Linked DNA regions of Arachis hypogaea: region 2 is linked to region 1. The links are chromatin contacts, called in public Hi-C maps. All regions are on one chromosome and are shown on one strand. The core of a region is the stretch at or near the end of the contact, and the rest is flanking DNA. Distances in the headings are between cores, read along the strand shown. Region 1 holds the start of LOC112771471 (protein MHF1 homolog). Region 2 has its middle 14 kb from the start of LOC112770613.

Region 1 (5,008 bases), core at 974-3,473:
ATTAGGTATCTGTTTTATTTTATATCTATTAAATATTATCTATTGTGCATATATAGCGAGGACAACCCTTTCTGTGTCCAGTTCTCTCGAATATTTTTTATTTAAATTAAATAAATATAATATTTACGAAAATAAATAAATATTTAAGTAATTACGAAAATACAATTTTAGTCACATCTTGGATGTTGAAAGAGTGTCGATGAGTCATATCTTGGATGCACTCAGCATCCGAGGTAAGCGCATTAGCTATATATAAGTCACAGCATTCATCCGTGACTAATGTGCATTTGAACCATTTTTTCAAGTTTTGTGAGTTTCTGGACGTGTGAAATCGAGTTTCTTCACAGAAATATGACCTCCCGACAATATGTCTGTGAAAAAGACAACAACAAACTCTAATACTTGGCACGTAATTGGAGCGTTAAAGTTTGAGATTAGTAATTTAACCTTTTTCATTGTTGGTTAATAATAGATTTAGATGTTTAGTCTTGTGACTTAGTTAGTGGAGTAGGGTACAGTGAGTTGATAAAATTAACAGAATTACATTGGTTTGTTTGGTATATCTGAAATTGTTGTATAATTGATTATAATTATTTAAGTTAAATAGATAAAATAGGTGCCTAATTGTGAGTTAAGTTAAAGAAATAAAATAAGAAACTTTGGTTGAACCTGTTAGAACAATAAATTCCATTGTACAAGAACAAGAAGAACATGTAGAGGAAAGAGATAGAGTACCAAAAATTACGTGAAATTTGAGGCCAAGATTTAAAAAAAGAATACCAAATATGTTCAACGTACTATATATTTATATCAGACGTGTGCACTAGATGGTTGCTTTATCATTCTTCTTGGCCTCTTTCTTTCGCTTCCTCTCAGATGAAGGATCTCTCGCTTTTAAATCGTTGGAGAATGTCCTCAAATAGCTAGACACATGTTCATTTCGATGTGCTGAATGAAACCAAAATACATGAGATTAAAGAACAAGGACAGTTCACCCTGAAATCAGTCATAGAAGATGATGATACTTACCAGAAAGTATGACATCTTCTATGTTCACACATTTACGATTTGCATGCTGTGCAAATAGCTGAAGATCCTTGGCTAGCCCCTCTGCACACAGAACATATTCTCTAACTCAATTCATCAATTCAAGTAAAATATCAATATTGTGTATCCTTGAACAACAAGCGTAAAGGTAATTTTAAAAAAGCTAAGAAAATTTAATAACCTGAGTCCCCAATCCTGCCTAATAATGTGAATTACTTGTTCCAAATTAAAGAGACTCTTCGCACCTCAATATACATTATATAGCACTGAATATGAACTTAATTTTGACATTTTATCTAGGTATCTTACAATGTGAAGTAGTTCTTCTAAAAGTTCAACAGTTTTCAGTAACATATAATTAATTGAATAACCATAAATTTTGTGAAGTGATTGTGCATAACAACTGAATCCTCGTCTCATCTCTCAAAAGTTACTAATCAAGAAAAATTCAAAAGCACATTTCAGATTCCGGAGTCCATTGCAGCCATCCCTAACAGTTATTTAGTTAGTCCTGAATCTGATTACCTATAACTGCATGAAATGAATCTCGTGGATAACTCAAAATCTCTAATGATAAAAAACTAACTGTATAACATTGAGTTATTTATTCACTCTTTCAATTTTCAAAGGTACCAATATAACGTGGATTATTATGCAGAAAATCATAATTAGTGAAAGCAATACTGATAAAAGTTACTCACCGGTGAATTTGTATGCCAAATCAGCGATGCAAGAGACTAGTACTTTAGATATTTCCATGCCGTACTTACTTGCTGCAAATCGACGTTTATGAATTATCAGGAACTCGAATTTTCCGAAAATTCGTTGAAATAAAGTAACAAAGATTCAATTGAAGAGATGGCGTAGTGTGTGGAAACTGAATTGAAGGTTTTACCTTCGGATTCAGCGATGGAGATGGCGGAGAGTCTGAACCTATCGCGCAAGAGCTTCGCTTCGGAGTCATGTTCTTGTTGTTGTTGTTGTTCTTCTTCTTCTCCTCTTTCGATTTCGCTGCTGCTACCACACAGTACGCGATCCGTTGCCATTTGCTTCTTCGAGTTTCGATTTCTGGGATTTGTTTTCTTTTCTGGCGCTCTTTCTGTTTTGGAATGGAGGGAAATGAAAAGATGAGATATTTTTAGTGATTTAGTGATTTTTTGTTAAGCATATGTTTTTTTTTTTGTGACAACCAATAACACTTATAAAAAATTATAAAAAATATATACTTAGTAAAAAATTATCAAAATTTAAGAATATTAATATCTCATTTTTTAAATTATATTTGTGAAAAATTGTATCAAATTTCAATCTTTAGAGTATTTTTTGAAAAATATATTTTTATTGTTAGATAATGTTGTCTCATTTTTTAGAAATATAATATTGAATAGTCTTAAAGACATTTTTGTCAATAACAAAATTCAAGTACATTTTTGTCAATAACAAAATTATTCGAATATATTTTTAGTAATTTATTCTTTAAAAAAATGACAAAAGATAAATATTTTTATATGTTCTTAAATCTTAACTAAAAAATTAATTCATGTTATTAAAACTTTTTTTTATGTTTGAACTACTTTTTAAAATTAAAATAAAAAATAATTCAATACTATATCAGTTTCAAAGTATGTCATCTTTAGATAGGGTGTCTTTTTCTTTTGAAAGTTATTAAGTTGAGATTAACCCTAATCGATTTAAAATATGGGTTAATTGAAGAAATGTCCTTAATTTATGTTTTAGGTTATTTACAAAGATAAAACTCTCAAAGTGACTTGATAAAAGTCATAAAACTCTTAATTTATGTTTTATGATGGAGGATATAAATTATAAATAGATAGATAATGAGAATTTTTTTATATTTAAGTTATAATTTATTTATATAAAATTATAAATTATATTCATATTATTTGTATCAACTCGTGAACTCGAAGTCGAAATAACTCAGCAAGTTTTTGTTAAATTAAATTTTTTTTATAAATACACTCAATTATTAACGAGTTGAATTATAAATCAAACTTAATTTTTATAAGTCGAGTTTAAATTTGACCTGACTCATTTTAGTTCGGCTCACTTCTAGGTCCCAGCCTCTATGATTCGAACCATAAGGGGATGATAATACCACCCGAACTTGCGAGTACGGGGTGCTCACTCTGCCCCAACCCACTCGGGGCGGGTAATTATCCTTCCCGCACCGGAAGCTAGTTTTTTGTGGGATGGGTTTTTGTGCGGGGCGGGGTCGGGTCGGGTTTGGATAATACCCACCCCGGTGTATATATAATATATAATTTTAACATATAATATGTGTAATATATGTAAAATAATTAGTAAAATGATTGATAATATTATATCATATTTAAAATTTTACTTTAATTTATGTGATGTATATGATTATGGTTATATAAATTTTAAAATTTTATTTTATTTATTGAATTTTAATAATTTTGGGACAGGTCAGAGCAGATATCCACGGAACGGATTAAGGTTCAACTTTTTACTACTCGCGGATAATAGCGAGCGGATTCTATGCAAATTATTGTAAAGTGAAACAGGATCGGATAGAGTAAAAATCTGCCCTTATCCACATCGTTGCCATCCCTAAAACATGCAGTTTGAAATTTTTTTTTTCTTCGTCATCAAGTAGTTGCTACTCTTTTTTTTGGTATTAAAATGGGGTGATTGTCCAAAAAAGAAAAAGCTAAGTACAAACTACTCGGGATAAAAAACTAAGTACTTGCCAATGAGTCATAGCTCACACGGCATTCCGTCCCTTCTCCATCTCAAAAGTCTCGGGTTCGAGTCCTGCCAACTGCAGCCGAAAAGAAAAAATTGGTAAATATGAGAGGAGTGTGTGGATGTGTATTGTGTACTTAAAATTAGGAGTTGTCTAATCCATTAGCCTACCTAAAATTAGGAATTGTCTAATCTATTGATAAAAAAAAAAAAAAAAAAAAAACTTAGTACTTGAAACTATTTCTATTAGTTTATTATTATTATAGAGAGTACACGGATAGATTGACAAAACTAATAGAGCAGTCAACAAAAAAAACAAAGAAAAACTCAGGGCAAAAGGGCAATGAGTTTCTTCATTTTTGTCGAACATGAAATAGGCTTGAATAATTAATTTTATTTTCTGGACGTAACAACAAAAGCCCAGAGCAAACCACAAAAAACTCTCTATTCCCCTGTAACCACTTTTAAATTCGGCAAATTCTTGCCAATGAACCTCATCTCAAATAGCATATCTCTTCCTCTTCATTTCAAAAGTCTTGGATTCAAACTCTAGAAATTATAATTGAAGAAAAATATGGTAAAAAGTGTGAGAAGTGTGTAAATGTATTGTATACTTAAAATTAGGGGTTGTCCAATTCAATGACCCAAAAAAAAAAAATCGGCAAATTTGTTAGTATACATTATCTAAAAAGTAAAAACATCTATATATATAAATTTGTATTGGATAAATTTCTAATTCTAACGAACTATAATTTAAATAGTATAGTCTTTTCATCTTTATTTAAATATTTCGAATTCGAGTCTCATTTTTAATTTAAAAAAAAGACCACTTGAACTGTAGAATTATCGACATAATTCTTGTGATAGTGATAAGACACCTTTTATAACTTTAGAATTGTTAATAATCATTATTCAGACAAATTATTTTTATTTTTCGTTAGATTTATTTTCACTTATGTCTTTTTTTTTAGGGATCAAGATGAATAAATAAATTCACCAATTATTTTATGTGAAAAAAAAAACTTTTTAAATACAGGAATAATCTAATTCTATATGGTGATACTTCTACAACTACTACCACTACTAATGATTTTCACAGCAATATATACTTATTATTAATATTTATAATATTTATAATATTAATAATAATCATAAATATTACTACTTTAACAATAACAATTTTAATAATAGTACAGATAACAAAATTTATAACAACCCTAATAATAATAATAAT
Region 2 (5,437 bases), core at 636-3,135, 46 kb before region 1:
TTTGACAAACGCGTTGGAAAAAAGAGAAGTGATTCCACCTCTGAACACACGTTCACGTGAAGCTAAAATTTGTTGTTTCTGCGTTCATGTTCATGAGAAACTATTAATTTATCCATTAAGAACCAACTAAAATTAACAATTTTTTTTTGTTGGATGTCTTGTTGTCTTTTAAGGATAATTATCAATGTCGTTATTTATTTATTTTTTTATTATTGTTTTCAAATAATTAGCTAAATTTACTGTGTAAAATTAAAAAATATTAGTGATTTTAAATTATTTTTATTTATAAAAATTAAATAAATGATATATTAGTTATTAGCATGTCATGTAAATATATTTTGAAAAGAGATCATTAATAGAAGGTTAATAATCAGTCTCATAAAATTAAATATTAAAAATAAAAAAAGTTTTTTTTTTTTAAATTTCGTAACCCTTCAAAAAAATATTAAGAATCAGATCGGGTATTCACTCAAAAATCATATAGAGGAATACTAGGAGGTCAGCAACTTTTGTAATTTGTAGCTATCAAATAACTATCAATAATAATTTTAATAGTGTGAGATTGGTGTGAGATTTCATCTAATAACTCACTTTTTTTTGCTAGTTACATGCTGGTCAGAATTTAACCTACACTTTTCCAATCATATATATACAATACCTTTGATCAATCTTGTTTAACAATATCAAAGAAACCTAACCCTTAAAAATAGAAATGCATGACTAGAGAACAAAAGAAACCCACTTGTCACGCCTTGAATTCAAACAAAACAAAATAAATAGAATTTCTTAACTTTTATCCTAATCTTATTAATAATAGTTTAACGAACCCTAATGAACTCTGATAAGCACGATGTCATAAGGTGGAGGCAGCATAACTTTTATTATTTCAGCCAACATTTCATTAAACAATTGAACTAATCCACTTCTTCTATTTTGATAGGAGAGTGGGGGGTTACACAAAAAACTTTTTTCTTTTAAAAATAATGTTTATTATCTCCCACACTCCAACAACAGTTCTAAAGTCCTAATAAACAATAAAGTAATTATGATATATAAGACCAAAATTAATTAATTTTTTATAGAATCTAATTATTTTTGTAGGCCCACTCTAGTGCGTAACGTGGATACCCATCTGCTTGTATGGCCGGTTTTGATCAAATTCGATGGTATATATTTTATCCAAAATTTAAATTTTAAATTATAAAATTTATATTATTTTAATTTTTTAGTTATTTTTAGCTAATTTATTATTATTATTAAATATTTTTGTTTTTATTAAATCTTTCTTTGATACAAAAATAATATTATAATTAAAATTTAATTAATATATGTTTTAAGGACACGTATTAAACTTGTTAATAATAAAAATTTTAAATTATTTATTTTAATAAATACATAATATATAAAAAAATTAATTGGTAATTTAATCCTTATAATAATTATTATACTGTGATTTTGAAAAACAGGTTTAAGAACTCATTTAAATAAGTTTATAAATAATTTTTTTTAACTTTTTATTTATAAAAACTTATAACATTAATATTTGATGCAATTTTTAAAACTAAATAGTAACTTTTTAAAAAGATATTTAAGTGTTTATAAAAAAATTAAAAAAATAATTTTTTTATAATAAAAATTTTTTTATTATTTTTTTAAATAAATATTTTTATGATTAAAAAATTTAACATAAAAATAATTTATTAATAAAAAATTTTATTATTTAAATTTTCTTTAAAAGAATTTAATTAAGTAGTTTTTACCTGGAGAATTTCATGGACCTTGTACAACTATCATCATGATTTCTTGTTGCTATTGCATACAAATTCCACGCGGTATCATCATTCATCCCGTGCAGTAACTTGTCCTAGATTAAAACTTTAGCAGTCAAAAAGATGGGAAAAAATGACATCTTTTATAAAAGCAACACTTTATTGTATGAATGAGTAGACAAATATTGACGTTTGCGGGACTTTTAACTACCCTACTTTTTCTGTGAATATAAACAGTAGTCACACTTGTATGATGTGAACTTTCCTGTATTATTAGATTGGATGAGATGAATGATTTATTTTTCTTATAAGTTATACAACATATTAATTATTAAATGGAAAAAATGATTTTTTTTAGTTTTAACACATCGATTAATTGTTTGTTTGTATATATTTAGTATTTTAAAATTATTTATAAAATGTATTATGTTTTTATGAATAAAGTGATAAATAAATTCTTAAAAATTTATACTTTAAAGTTTAAACATATTAGTCTTTAAAAAAATATCAATAAAATCTTTTAAAATAACAAATATGAATACATTATCTTTAAATTAATTTCTATAATTAAAATAGTTTGTATTCATTTTTGAATTAATTTATCCATATTTATTACCGTTAAAGGCTTTCTTGATATTTTTTTTTCAAAAATTAATCTATCTAAAATATAAGGGCAAAACACTAAAATAAGCCAAGGGAAAGAAATTTTTACGCAAATCCACCAAACCAAAATCTGGTTCATGAATCAACCAATGCATGTTTATATGTAGTTCGAATTAACTATATTCGAACTTGATCTACACATAATTCGAATCATGTTAGCTTCGAATTATACACAAAACTCACACACACTAATTCGAATCAACCTGATTCGAATTACACACATACAATAATTCGAATCAGGTTGATTCGAATTACACCCTCATTTATTAAAAAAATTAATAATTTAAAATAAAAAAATATATATTTTATTTCATATATTAAAAAAACCTAACAAAATATTTAATTACGAGACTTCTTTAAAATATTAATGAGTTATCAATTCGAATTCCATACAATACTCTTTTGTCCATTTTTAATAGCTCATGAATATTTTTTAATAAATTTTTTTAAATTATATGGTGAGATATTACATGATTCGAATTACGCATGGAAAGTTCAATCACTCTGATTCGAATTATATGGTGAGCAATTCGAATTCTATACAATACTCTTCTGCCCATTTTTGATAGCTCATGAATATTTTTTAATAAATTTATTTTAACTATACCACAAAAAAAAATATTTTATTCTATGCAAAATAATTTAAAAAATTGATTAAAAAATGTTAGGAGTACTATAAAAATTTGTAATGTTCTAATGACTTAGGTAAATACATGCATGTACACAAATTTTAAATAAAATACTCTACATAGTCAATAATAATTTAGAAATTAAAGAAAATATTTTATTCCATCCAAAACAATTAAAAAATATATTTTATTCTATACAAAATAATTTAAAAAATGGCTTAAAAAATGTTATGAGTACTATAAAAGTTTGAAATATTCTAGTGATTTAGATAAATACATGATAAAAGTATATTTTCTTTAATTTCTAAATTATTATCGATTATGTAGAGTATTTCTTTAATGTCCTAAGTCATTACAAATTTTTATAGTACTCCTAACATCTTTTAAGTCATTTTTTAAATTATTTTGCATAGAATAAAATATTTTTTTGTCGTATGATTAAAATAAATTTATTAAAAAATATTCATGAGCTATCAAAAATGGGCAGGAGAGTATTGTATAGAATTTGAATTGCTCACCATATAATTCGAATCAGAGTGATTGAACTTCCCATGCGCAATTCGAATCATGTAATATCTCACCATATAATTTAAAAAAAAAATTATTAAAAAATATTCATTAACTATTAAAAATGGACAAAAGAGTATTGTATAGAATTCAAATTGATAGCTCATTAATATTTTAAAGAAGTCTCGTAATTAAATATTTTGTTAGCTTTTTTTAATGCATGAAATAAAATATATTTTTTTTAATTTTAAATTTTTTTTTTTTTAATAAATTTTTTAATAAATTATTAATTTTTTTAATAAATGAGGGTATAATTCAAATCAACATGATTCGAATTATTGTATGTGTGTAATTCGAATCAGGTTGATTCGAATTAGTGTGTGTGAGTTTTGTGTATAATTCGAAGCAACATGATTCGAATTATGTGTAGATTAAATTCGAATTTAATTGATTCGAACTACATATAAACATGCATTGGTTAATTCATGAAATAATTTTTGGTTTGGCGGATTTGTATAATTTTTTGCTCCCATTGGCTTAATACAGTGATTTGCCCAAAATATAATTCTTCAAAAATTTATTTGTCACCTTACCCTTCTCATATTAGATGCAATATTACTAAAGTCAATAAGAATATCCCTTTTTTCTAAGTTTCAAAGCATCACATATTTATTTAAAGTGTCCATTTTTATTATTCATTTGATGCTCTTGTAGGATCTATATTAGATTAGAATTTACTTTGTCTCAATAATTAAGATTCATACTTGGCATGGTTGAGCAAAATTTTTTTTTTTTTGAGATAATCCTTTTTACAAATTAAGATGCATATACTTTTGGTTTATTTATTTATATTCTTATTGTAACTTTAATATACTATTATTATTATATAATCATTTACTCAATATTATTAATTAGCTTATGAGTTTATAATAATATTTTCAGCCAATATCAATCTTTTTTTTATATTAAATTATTAATCCAAAATCTTAAATATTTAAATTTGGATTTTAAATTTTAAATTTTGAAAAAAAAAAAGAATTTTAAAGTTAAAAAAATTAATTAATATTAACTAATTAAAAAATAATTTCCTATACATGTTCTTAATTTGTTAGTAGCTTCTCAAATGAAAACTACCATAGATGGCAATGCCAAATTGCCAATAAAAAACTATGTAATTAATGCGATGCAATTTGCAAGAAATTGGAACCGAGCAAATTAAAAGGGGCGTGAAGTGTGAAATTACCAAAATTGTGCATTCCTGCTTTTAAAATGTTGGTCCAAAAAATGGGTTGATTACTTGATTGTTTTTCCCTCTTGAGTCTCTTCACTTGAAAATGGGATCTAAAGAAGGACAAGAGGATGTTTGCATGTGATGATAGAGAATCAAAGAAATGAGAATGAATGAATTGAATAAGCCACACACCTTCTTGGTATGAAATGAAAGCACATTCCAGCACATTTTTCATTGCTTCTTTAATTTCTGAATGCAAAATGGAATTTTGATCAGGATGTTACAAATATAAATTAAATGATATTTTTTTTAACATATTTAATGTATTGAAAAAAAATAAAACGCTATATATATCTTTTCTTTCATTTCTTTAATTAACCAATCATGTTATTAGGTCATCTTTAGCTAAATTCATACAAATTAGTGCTAATTTAGCTTTTGAAAATGTTTTATATTTTTATCTTTGAAATTGAAGGCAAAAAATGTAAAACAGAATTGTTTAATTTTTACCTATGATTGATAATTAATAAAAAAATCTTGTATTTATAAGAATATTGTGAGTGTAATTTTACCGCTTAGAATTATATTATTACTTAATGACCTATAAGTATTTAAATTGAAAGCATGTTCTAATCCTA

What was found. A called contact is a pair of places that touch in the nucleus more often than the background predicts.
Region 2: a Hi-C map of leaf shows a contact between it and region 1, with 3 times the contacts expected there. The contact joins the enhancer-like site here to the promoter of LOC112771471 in region 1. A contact is called at or near these places in 2 of 8 Hi-C or Micro-C datasets (both in leaf).

Annotation. Positions count from the first base shown.
Region 1 is chr18:133,706,316-133,711,323 of arahy.Tifrunner.gnm2.J5K5, reverse strand. It overlaps LOC112771471 (protein MHF1 homolog), which reads right to left and starts at 2,223. Exons shown (of 4, transcript XM_025816237.3): 1 at 1,943-2,223; 2 at 1,749-1,820; 3 at 1,030-1,110; 4 at 659-948. The coding sequence starts at 2,093. The coding sequence ends at 824. LOC112772238 (xylose isomerase-like) reads left to right here. Exons shown (of 1, transcript XM_025817141.3): 1 at 1-160.
Region 2 is chr18:133,751,724-133,757,160 of arahy.Tifrunner.gnm2.J5K5, reverse strand. No RefSeq gene overlaps it. Among protein-coding and RNA genes, the nearest start is that of LOC112770613, 14 kb to the right of the region's middle. Within about 2 kb of position 1,885, at least 2 of the 3 cell types and tissues checked have open chromatin away from gene starts, as enhancers often do.